3 separate regions of the Zea mays genome follow, and all the other regions are linked to region 3. A link is a contact called in public Hi-C data. All regions are on one chromosome and are shown on one strand. The core of a region is the stretch at or near the end of the contact, and the rest is flanking DNA. Distances in the headings are between cores, read along the strand shown.

Evidence for each region. A called contact is a pair of places that touch in the nucleus more often than the background predicts.
Region 1: a contact with region 3 is called in a Hi-C map of ear, with 2.2 times the contacts expected there. The contact joins the promoter of LOC103653468 here to the promoter of LOC100286105 in region 3. A contact is called at or near these places in 2 of 25 Hi-C or Micro-C datasets (ear and tassel).
Region 2: a contact with region 3 is called in a Hi-C map of leaf, with 6 times the contacts expected there. The contact joins the promoter of LOC100272523 here to the promoter of LOC100286105 in region 3. A contact is called at or near these places in 2 of 25 Hi-C or Micro-C datasets (ear and leaf).

The regions. Positions count from the first base shown.
Region 1 is chr4:85,807,181-85,810,575 of Zm-B73-REFERENCE-NAM-5.0, reverse strand. LOC103653468 (transcription factor AIG1) reads left to right here and starts at 1,482. Exons shown (of 2, transcript XM_008680362.4): 1 at 1,482-2,347. The coding sequence starts at 1,814.
Region 2 is chr4:85,977,375-85,980,686 of Zm-B73-REFERENCE-NAM-5.0, reverse strand. It overlaps LOC100272523 (GDT1-like protein 4), which reads left to right and starts at 1,257. Exons shown (of 12, transcript NM_001365868.1): 1 at 1,257-1,499; 2 at 1,606-1,674; 3 at 2,479-2,538; 4 at 2,640-2,687. The coding sequence starts at 1,479. LOC103655381 reads right to left here and starts at 950. Exons shown (of 5, transcript XM_020552113.2): 1 at 842-950; 2 at 500-641; 3 at 57-196. The coding sequence starts at 950. It overlaps LOC109946030 (a long non-coding RNA gene), which reads left to right and starts at 1,681. Exons shown (of 2, transcript XR_002269124.1): 1 at 1,681-1,949; 2 at 2,048-2,339.
Region 3 is chr4:85,519,371-85,522,587 of Zm-B73-REFERENCE-NAM-5.0, reverse strand. It overlaps LOC100286105 (teosinte branched1 protein), which reads right to left and starts at 1,770. Exons shown (of 1, transcript NM_001158993.2): 1 at 761-1,770. The coding sequence starts at 1,734. The coding sequence ends at 910.

The sequences.
Region 1 (3,395 bases), core at 233-2,732, 290 kb before region 3:
TCAATATGGTTCCACAATTGTATGAATTCAGCCATCTGTTGAACATTTTCCATTCTCCATAGACCTCTCGTCCAATTGAGGTTAACCAATTATTCAGCCACCGATCGATTTTTGCGCCATGCCAGGGGGTACAAGCTAGGTGCAATGTCAATCGGAGCTTTGCCTGAGAGCCAAGCGTCATGCCAAAAATTTGTCTTCAGTCCGTTGCCAACCGTTACAGATGTTGATGCCCGGAACAAAGCTGCATCTATTTTATCACAGGGTATCTGAGAACCAGCCCACGGCCTATTAGAATCAGTCCAGCTGAGCCAAAGCCACCTGAGGCGCAAAGCACGGCTGAAACGCTCTAGATCCAAGATGCCAAGGCCACCCAAGGATTTCGGTCTGGCAGACTTGGTCCAATTCACTAGACAGTGCCCACCATTAGCATTTTCAGCACCTCTCCAAAGGAAAGACCTCCTAATTTTATCGATCTTCTTAATGGTCCACTTCTTCAAAGGGAAAACTGTCAAAAAATGCACCGGGACAGCCGTGAGCACTGAATTTACCAGAGTCAGTCTTCCAGCTTTATCAAGCAGCTTCCCTTTCCATGCCGATAATTTACCAGCCAAATTGTCAAGCAGCGGCTGGAAATCCACTCGACACAATGGTCTATTTTTTTTGAAAACCTCTTGTGGGGTGATAACTTAGAAACTGGAAACGTGGAACTTGGTCATGTTTCTCGTTACGGGAACAACAATTCCTTTTAAAAAATGTGGGAACAATATAATCTCGTTCTCGTAGTGTTAAAACCTACTTTTAGTAGCGAACCGTGAACCACGTTACTGTTTCTCGTTACCATCGATTCCGAAACCTAGTCACTATGGATGGTAATACACTCTAAATTTTATACTACAAAATCTAAGGATCATATGACTAGATTCGAGCTCTATTTCTATTTATTTTTAAACTAAAATTAATTACTGGCTCATACAAATTATGAGGAAGCAAGCATTTAGATCATGATCCGATCTATTACCAGCCCTATCCTTTCCTATCTCTAATAATGTCGAAAAGCAAAATGTTTCTTCGACGTCCTTCACGTTCAAAGCTGTTCGATGGGGATCCAACTAAAAAATGTGTCCACACGTGGTTCAGAGCTAGTCCGATACCAGAATAAACTGAAATATATACAACGTGTTTCAATGGTCCTTCACACTCATACGCATCTGAGTTGCATATACATGAGCACGCATTCGAGCATAATACTCCAAGTTTTGATTAGCAGACTAGTTGAAGCAGTGAAGCACATACGACATTATCGTAAAACAAACTTCAAAATAGATCGGCCAGTTAATGACACAATAAGCTAAGCGTCGCATATTATTGTAACTTTAGAGTATGTTTAATTGTTACTAAAGATAATAACACGAGCAAGGAATGTGCACCGCTCCCTTAAGTACTCATCAAGTAGCCTAGCTAGCTAGTGCCGTCGACGAGGGAGCCCTAGCCGTCTCGATCGACAATTAGGCGACCAGCTCACCCCCTCCGCGGTGCGAAAAGGCGACAGGACGCATAGCAAAAAGCTATGGCGGACGGCCTAAAGCCACACACGAGTGTCGCGCAACGAAGTGGGCAGGTCGACACAACCGAGAGTTTAAAAGGCACCACCCGGCCGTCCCACGCTTTCCTTTGACCGGCAAAGCAAAGAGAAGAAGCGAGAGCACCACACGAGGCGAAGCAGCCGCCGCGCCGTCCCCAAGAATCCACCAGCAAGCTACCGTTACGCTACCTCAGCTCCTGCGAGAGGGGCGCCGCCGACCGACCGATCGGGATGTGGGAAGGCGGCGGCTTTCACGGCAGCCACGAGGCGCTCCTGCTGCAGGCCGCCGGATCAGGAGCGGCCGACTACGGGCACGGCGCCGGCCCGGCGCTCCTGCCGTGGCTCGGCCCGGCCGCCGGCGCCGCGCCGGGGTTCTCCTACATGGCCCCACACCACGCGCAGCCGGGGCCGTCGGGCGCTGAGGCGGCCGCGAGCCCTTTCGGCTTCGGCGGCGGCGGGTACAGCGACGGCGGGGTGGGTGGACAATTCGGGGTGTTCGGCGGCCCAGAGACCGCGCTGCCTGCGCCGCACGGTCTGGCTGCCGCAGCCGGTGGTGGGACGTCGGCGATGCAGCACGGGTCGAGGATGGTGTCCGGCCTTCTGGGCACCCTGCAGATGGAGCTGGGGCGGATGGCGGCCAAGGAGATCATGGACGCCAAGGCGCTGGCGGCCTCTCGCAGCCACAGCGAGGCCGAGCGCCGCCGCCGCCAGCGCATCAACAGCCACCTCGCCAGGCTCCGCAGCCTGCTCCCCAACACCTCCAAGGTGATGAGGTTACTTGGTACACCCATGACATCACATCACATCCTGTGCATGTTATGCTAACCGCGTGTAGATCCATCCATCCATCTATGACGAAACCCTAGCTAGAACCTGCCAGCTTGGTGGCCCTGCAGAGATGCACGATCGCGAGATCAGTTCATAGCTTGGGTTGATCGCCCACTGTTCAGTTCAGATCGAGCAGGCGACAAGAAAATGGCCACTAGCTTGATTACCGGACTGTTCAATTCAGATTGAACAGACAGCTAACAAACAGCTCAGGGTAACACACAGGGTGTAACCGAGCTTGCTACCTAACTAGACAGCTTAGCCAGTTTCTTTGGACACCCGCGCTACCACCGCTAGTGTGACACTGGCTGGCTCTATAAACCTTCACCCATAGCATATATAATTACATGGTTGAAATAATCAAGAGCACTGCAAGCAATCCCATTTCTGATGGAATCGCCTCAACTTAATCTTTAATTTCTTCCAATAACTATCTCCCTGGTGAGTAGTAATGTCATACATATTTACAATGATCATATATATTTTGAGACAGGAATTTCGTTTCAAGGCACATTTCCAATAATATATGTTGCAAGGTAGGGCCTCTATATATGTTAGGACAAACTACAAAAGGGGACAAAACAAAGACAAGATGAGATGGTCATAGATAGGTTAGACGACCAAGTGAAAAAAAAATGGTCATAGGTAGCAGTAGGTGACATGGCATGGCAGGCAGCAAGGATGACGCAGGAGGCTTTGGTCCCGTGGGAGACCGCGCGCGCCCTGCTTCCCCCGCTGCGTTCCTGCGGGGTGGAGATCGAGCGGTCCGTGCAAGACAAGCGCGCACGCTCGTGTCAGAGCTCATCAGGCTCACCCCCAAAAGCGGCAGGCAGGGAGGCCGGCCGGAGGGCGCGCATGCAAAGGCTGCACCCACACGCGCAATTTTTGTAGCTTTTCCTCCATACTCGCATGCACTCGCACCACTCATCAATCGCCAATGCTGCTTCTGCTGGCTGCTGCACGCCTCTCCTCTCCTCTCTCTCCC
Region 2 (3,312 bases), core at 8-2,507, 460 kb before region 3:
GTTAGTAATGTCGCTGAGTAATATTTTCTCCTGAAACAGATAGAATCATCTGATACCTAGCAGAGTGTACTCGAAGGATACCCTGCACCCAGTTTCAAGGAAGTAACTCTTGCAATCATCCATTAGTGCTCCCAAGGGGTAAGACTTGGTGCTAGGAACAATCGTCTCCCGCAGCTTCTGATTTGGGGCATGCAGACTGATTTCAAACACGACAGACTTGTCAACAACATATTACAGGGGGAAATGCTACATCTGCTTCTCGGTTCCTTATTATGTGTTGCTGCTCAACCAGAAGTTATGCAATCAAAGCCTTGAACCAATTATATTGTGGTGACCAGATATCATACTTAAGTGTATTAACAAATTACAAGCTAAAATAGGGCTCAGGTTTTGTGACCGGAGGATCTTCATAAGCAAAAAAATAAGAGGCCTGCAATATAGCATGGTGACTGACCGCCAGTGCTAATGGTATGTGATATTCAAATTCGTAATAACATACCTGACTGCCAGCGTTGACTGAAGCTTGTGAGATGCTAGCATTTTTATTGTATTTGGAACACCAACCGTAGATATTGTCATCATCCTTTGCCCAATTTTTAGTTCCTGACAGCATGAAATCCACACACTTGTTAAAGTTATAGCTTATATGGAGAGATACTTATGGTAAATTATCGCATCAAATTAATAGGATGAGAGGAATGTAGCCTAGTTACAAACACCTCCCCCGGCGAGCGCCTCCTTCCTCTCTCCCATGGGCCCACGCTCGAGCCGGGACCGCTTCGTCCACCGGCCGGTGCGCGCGCCATAAATTGATTCCACAAGCTTTGCGACTAGATCTGACGTTGGAGGCCACCACCGCCGCCTCCTCCCCGCGCCGCGGCCGCGGCAGTCGCCGCCGGGGCGGTCGTTTCCTCCCCGCGGCGGAGTGGAGGCTCCGCGCACAACCACATATACGGGGATGGAATAGAACGGAACGAAATTTTGCGGTGTCAACGTTGCCGACTCGCATGTGTTAGTTAAACAATGAGAAAAAAAAACAAGAGACAAGAAGGCCAAAACGAATCGACACGGACATGGCAAATGGTCTGCCATGCGCCGCCACCGCGCCACGGGCCACGCTCTCGCCTTCGCCCATTCCCGTCCGCTTCCCGAGGCCGCAGGATGCGGCATCGACGGCGCACGGCTCACAAGGATACCGGGCGCCGCCGGCCTCAGGTCACACCACACGAGCTCCGGTCACCTCCGATCCCGATACCGACCCAACCAACTCCCGACCCGTTTCCCAGTGAGCGCACCTGGCGCCGGCGCCTTTAAAAAAAAGGCGTCGCACGTGACGCCGACGCCCGTCCCGGATCCGACGGCCCCGCGCGCGCGTTCTCACCCGACCCTGCTCTTCGCCTCGGCTGCTCTACCAGTCTACCTCTACCCCGCGCCCCCTCCGAGATCGGAATCGCGGCGCCCCGCCGCCCTCCTCCGCCATGGCGCCGTCTCTGCTCGGGGTCACCTTTCCTCTTCCTCTCTCCCCTTCTTCTTCATTCAGGTGTGTTAATTAAGCAGAGGAAGTGGCTTGGCTTCTTGCTCATGGTTCTAGGTGCGTGCGTGCAGGGCTTCACCAAGTCGCTGGCCATGACGGTGCTCTCCGAGGTCGGGGACAAGACCTTCTTCGCCGCCGCGGTAGGCCTCCTTCCCCCATCCCCCTCACGTCGCCTGCTCTTGCTCCTGTCCTTTTGCTTGCCTTGCCTGCCTCTGCTTGCGTGCGCCGTTGCCCCGTGTGGTTGCGTAGACGGGCCGGGTGCACTCCCGCCAGATATTCGGCAGTATGCCGCCGCGGCGTGCCTCTTTGCTCGGCTGTTGGGTGGGAGGTAAATCGGTTCGGAGGACAATTTGCGGTGGCTCGATCCCGTCACGAGATCGTGCGGTAGCTGCAGATTCGCCGATAGAGCGAGCGGGTGAAGCGCCTTGCTGTCGAATTCTTGGCTCGATTCGCTTGTCTGTTTCTACTGCTGCTGAGCTGAGACGACTTTTTTTTATTAATTTTCTTATTAAGTAGTGACAAGCGAGCTGGTAGCTGTACTGCTGTAGATTGGGAGCTCGGATTTCTTTACGCTCCTCCGCCGGCCAAACTGATTGTGCGTTCGATTTGCTGCGGACACAAAATTTTCACCCAATTTCATCGTTGCGCGTGGGTTCCACGCATGTGGGCGTAGACTGTGCCTGCAGTTTCGTGTAGCTGATGCACTTGCCAAATTCGCGAACCTGCCATTTTGGTGCGGTCCTCTTCCACCAGAATTGTTTCAGCAGCGTACACCAGAATTGCGTCTTCGGAGGATGGGGGATTTGACAGGGTCTGGGCCTATCAAGACAAACATACCCCCTTTCTTTTCAATATTTTCGAATGCCTGCATTTACACGCTTCTTTTTTTTATGACCCTTGTTTCGAGCTCTGGAATTACTCATGCTCTATTTATTTTTTATTAGATATTGGCTATGCGCCATCCCAGGAAACTGGTCCTGGCAGGCTGTTTGACTGCACTAATAGTGAGTATATTCGAGATTTTACATGCTGACCTATGGTATCCTTTTTCTTTATCTGTTCATTTTTTAACAAATAGTTTAATTGATTTATTTACTAATTTTAGGTGATGACAGCTCTATCAGCTTCTCTAGGTTGGGTTGCACCAAATCTGGTAAGTTACTGTAATGACTTTTGGATGTTTACTATGTCAAGAAGGCAAAGAATTTATTTCTTTTGTGTGTCTCTGTTTGCTTTGAGGACTCAAGCATATGACACCAACATGGACATGGTTGTCAATGTATGCTATTTGAGGCATTCTCTATTCACTTTTAATTCGATCGAAAGACATACAATAATCAATCATGTGCTGATTGTATTGGCTTTGCATTAATCTGGTGCAGCTATAATCCTTTCATTGTATTCTTATTAAACTTCACAGCTATAATCCTTGCACATATCCACTATGGTAACAAAAATGCCCTTAAGTTATACTCCCTCCTTTCCAATTTATAATTCGTTTGACTTTTTTTACATCAATTTGACCAGCTCGTCTTATTCAAAAAATTTCCCAATTATTATTTACTATTACTATGATATCATTAAGCTTATAATATATTTTATGGCTTTGAATTTTTCATTTTTTTGCAATTTTTTTTAATAAGACGAGCCGGTCAAATTTGGTGTCAAAAAAAGTCAAACGAATTATAAATTGGAACAGAGGGAGTACATGGCAAGAAGATTTTAGTCAATGTGGCACACTTGTGAAGTATACAAACAATTATTTGCATTTTCCTCAA
Region 3 (3,217 bases), core at 521-3,020:
GCATTATTTAGTTCGGTTTTTTAAGGTGGTGTCTTTAGTTTTGCTGGTGTCCTCATTTCTATTCATTTCTATTCTTAGTCGTGTTTTTTTCTCAGTTTACCATTCTAGTGTTATATAACAGAATGACAAAACTGAGAAAAAATATAACTAAAGTTAAAAATGAGGAAGGTGGCAAAACTAAGGGAATGAATTTAAATTTATGATATAAGGAACTGGAATAAATGAAGTGTACATATTCTCACGTACTCCAAACCGTGTAACTCAAAAGGCCTGAAAAACAATAATACCATTTGTTCCAGATAATTCAAGTATAATCCCATTCTGATTCTTATGCAAATCTGTCAAATATTTGAGATTAATTAAGCAAATTATCAATATCGTCCATGTGTTACTATTGGTTAGTATTAATTTGCCACTGGTATCTATCTTTCCTGAAGAATATGTAATTTAATTTCTAGCATCACTAGCCAGGTTCCATAGCTATTTTTTTATTTCATCTGTGCTAGTTGGTTGAAATCCCGTGTTCAAATAATATTGTGTTTAAAGGATCATAGATATGTCCATGGAGTTTTCTACAAAGCTCAGAACTCGCAACAACTTCATATAAATAATGTTTATACGTCATCAGTGCACTGAAAGTAACAGATACCATTAGCACGATTATGTATATGTGAACAATTGACGAACATGTCATAGTGAATCATAATAAGGTTAATTGCCATTAACCAATGCAAAAGTCGATAACACAAACCCGGGCTAATGGGCCTTTGGATCTTGATTGATGAGATAAAGAACCAGTTGAGATTTATATGTACTAGATAGATATGCAGTAGTAATGGATCATCATGGCAGCAGATCAGCATAATCTCAGGACGTAATGGAAAATCCTCTCACGCGCGTTTAGAGAGCTCAAGACCTATCACGCGTCTGCATACCATACAAGAAATCACCTGGCGTTGTTTCTCCTTCGTCGTTGCTGCATCGCATCATCTCCTCGAGCTGCAGGCAATACTGGTAGTAGTACTCGTGCCCGTCCGGCTGCTGCGGCGTCGTCGTCGTCGTCGTTGCCACCGCTGCTGTGGGCGCTCCCGACATGATCCAGCCCAGCTCGCCGCAGCCGCCGTGTCCTTCCAGAAGCGCTGCCGGTGGCCCGTCGTCAGGGCCGCCTCTGCTTCTCCCGTTCCCCGTCGCCTCCTCGGCGGCCTCTCTCGAGTCCGTCAAGCAGCAGCAAGTGCTCGAGGAGCTGCCCTCGCCTCTGCCCCTCACCACCGTCGGTCGTCGGCCTCCTGAGGCTGCTACGGCCGCGGGGTCGTCGGCGGCGGCGGCGGCGTCGACGAGGCGGTCGATGGCCGGCTTGGACTGGGTGAGGAGCCAGTTCACCGTCTTGCTGGCCTTGTCGAAGCCGAGGCGGTCCTGCAGCGCGAAGAACTCGCGCGCGACCCCGACCGACAGCCGCATCCGGCGGTCGCGCACGCCCTGCGCCGTGCGGATCTTGCTGTGGCGGTCCGTCCGGAACGGCCGCCTTCGCGGTGCGGCGTGGCCGCCGCCGTCGTCCACCACCGGTGATGACCCGTCGTTCCTCAGCAGCCCCGTCGTCGTCGTCGTCTCAGGCGGCGGGTGGTGGAACACCGCCTCCAGGGTGTCCTGGTGGCGGTGGAACGACGACATGTCTGCGGGGAAGATCTGCCCGCCGTACCCGTCCCAAGACGACGACATCGCGGCGGTCGAGGGCATAAGGAAACAAAAGCAGCTGCAGTAGGGTTCGGTAAGTGACTGACTGCTCTTGCTGGTAGGTAGACGCCGATGGTGATGAGGCCCGCTGTTAGGGTAATGACCGAGCTGAGGCAGCAGTGGCTGGCGATCTATGACTGCCATATACGTATAAATAAATAATAATAAAGCGCTCTGCTTTTGTACGTTAGTGCACTGAAGCATCATGGTGCCACAATGGATCGATCGGAGATAGCAGTAGGTCGGGTAAGAAAGCAGGAGGGCCCACACAGGGTAATACGTGTCGTTCTAGGGCCTCGAGACAATGCGGATGTCTAGTCTAGATATATCTGCAAGATCCGATATCTATTTGCTGTCAATATGGATATCCGTATGCTTGTTTTGATTGTATAGATAATGTTCGCAATTATTTTTTCTTTAAAAAAGACTGCTACTATATATCTATCTAATTTCACATCGATAAAAATATGAAATGCCCTACATTACCATCATCCCCAGGTTTTGAAGCCATCCAAATCTTATAATCATGACTAATTAGCTATATAAGGGCCAGTTTGGGAACCCTATTTTCCAAAAGTTTTTCATTTTCCCAAGGGAAATTAGTTCATTTTTCCTTGGAAAATTGGAAATTCCATTGAAAAATGGGGTTGCCAAACTAGCCCTAAAGAAAAAACAATAATTTTAATTTAACAGATAACATGCATGTATAATTACCTAACGATAGTCCATCTCTAAAATGTAACTTTGTATTGTTAACAATATATAGATATTGATTTTAATTAATTTTAATATGGATAACTATTTGTTGTGGTTTTCGGAACCCGTGGACAATAAGATTTGTGTTCGGCAGGGGTGTTTGCGCGGTACTCACTCCGAATGATGAGCTACGGGTGGAGCTCGAGGGTGGATCTGAGGCGAGTTGATTATACTGGTTCAGACCGGAGCCCTAGTCCAGTACAATGTTGACAGTAGTACGTATTGCTTAGAGCGTGTTACAGTCGGGTGCTTGTGTAAAGCTGGGAGGATATGGGATGATCTTTGGATGAGGGTTGTCTTGCCCTTTTATAGTCCAAAGGTAGATGTTACAATGCGGACTAGTATTCTACTGATGTCACACCCAGATTTAAGGGGCAAATCCGGGTGTGTCTCATATGTGCGCCAAAGAAGATCAACGCATACAATGACTCAGTGTATAGAGACGAATGTCACAAACTTTATTACATAACAAAAATACCTTACCAAATAACTTATAACAAATAAATCGAACTAATATTATTATTATCCATTGGTGTCATCAAGCTGACTGGGAGACAACACTTAGACCTCGTCGTAGTAGTCCTCCTTCGGGGCACTTGCTCTTCACCTATGGGGGTGTTTATTGCAAGGGTGAGCTCACGGATGTTCATCGCTCAACAAGTGTAGGGAAAAATGTGTATGAGCTCACTTACAGTGGAGGCTCATGTATAATGTAAGACTGATCAACAAA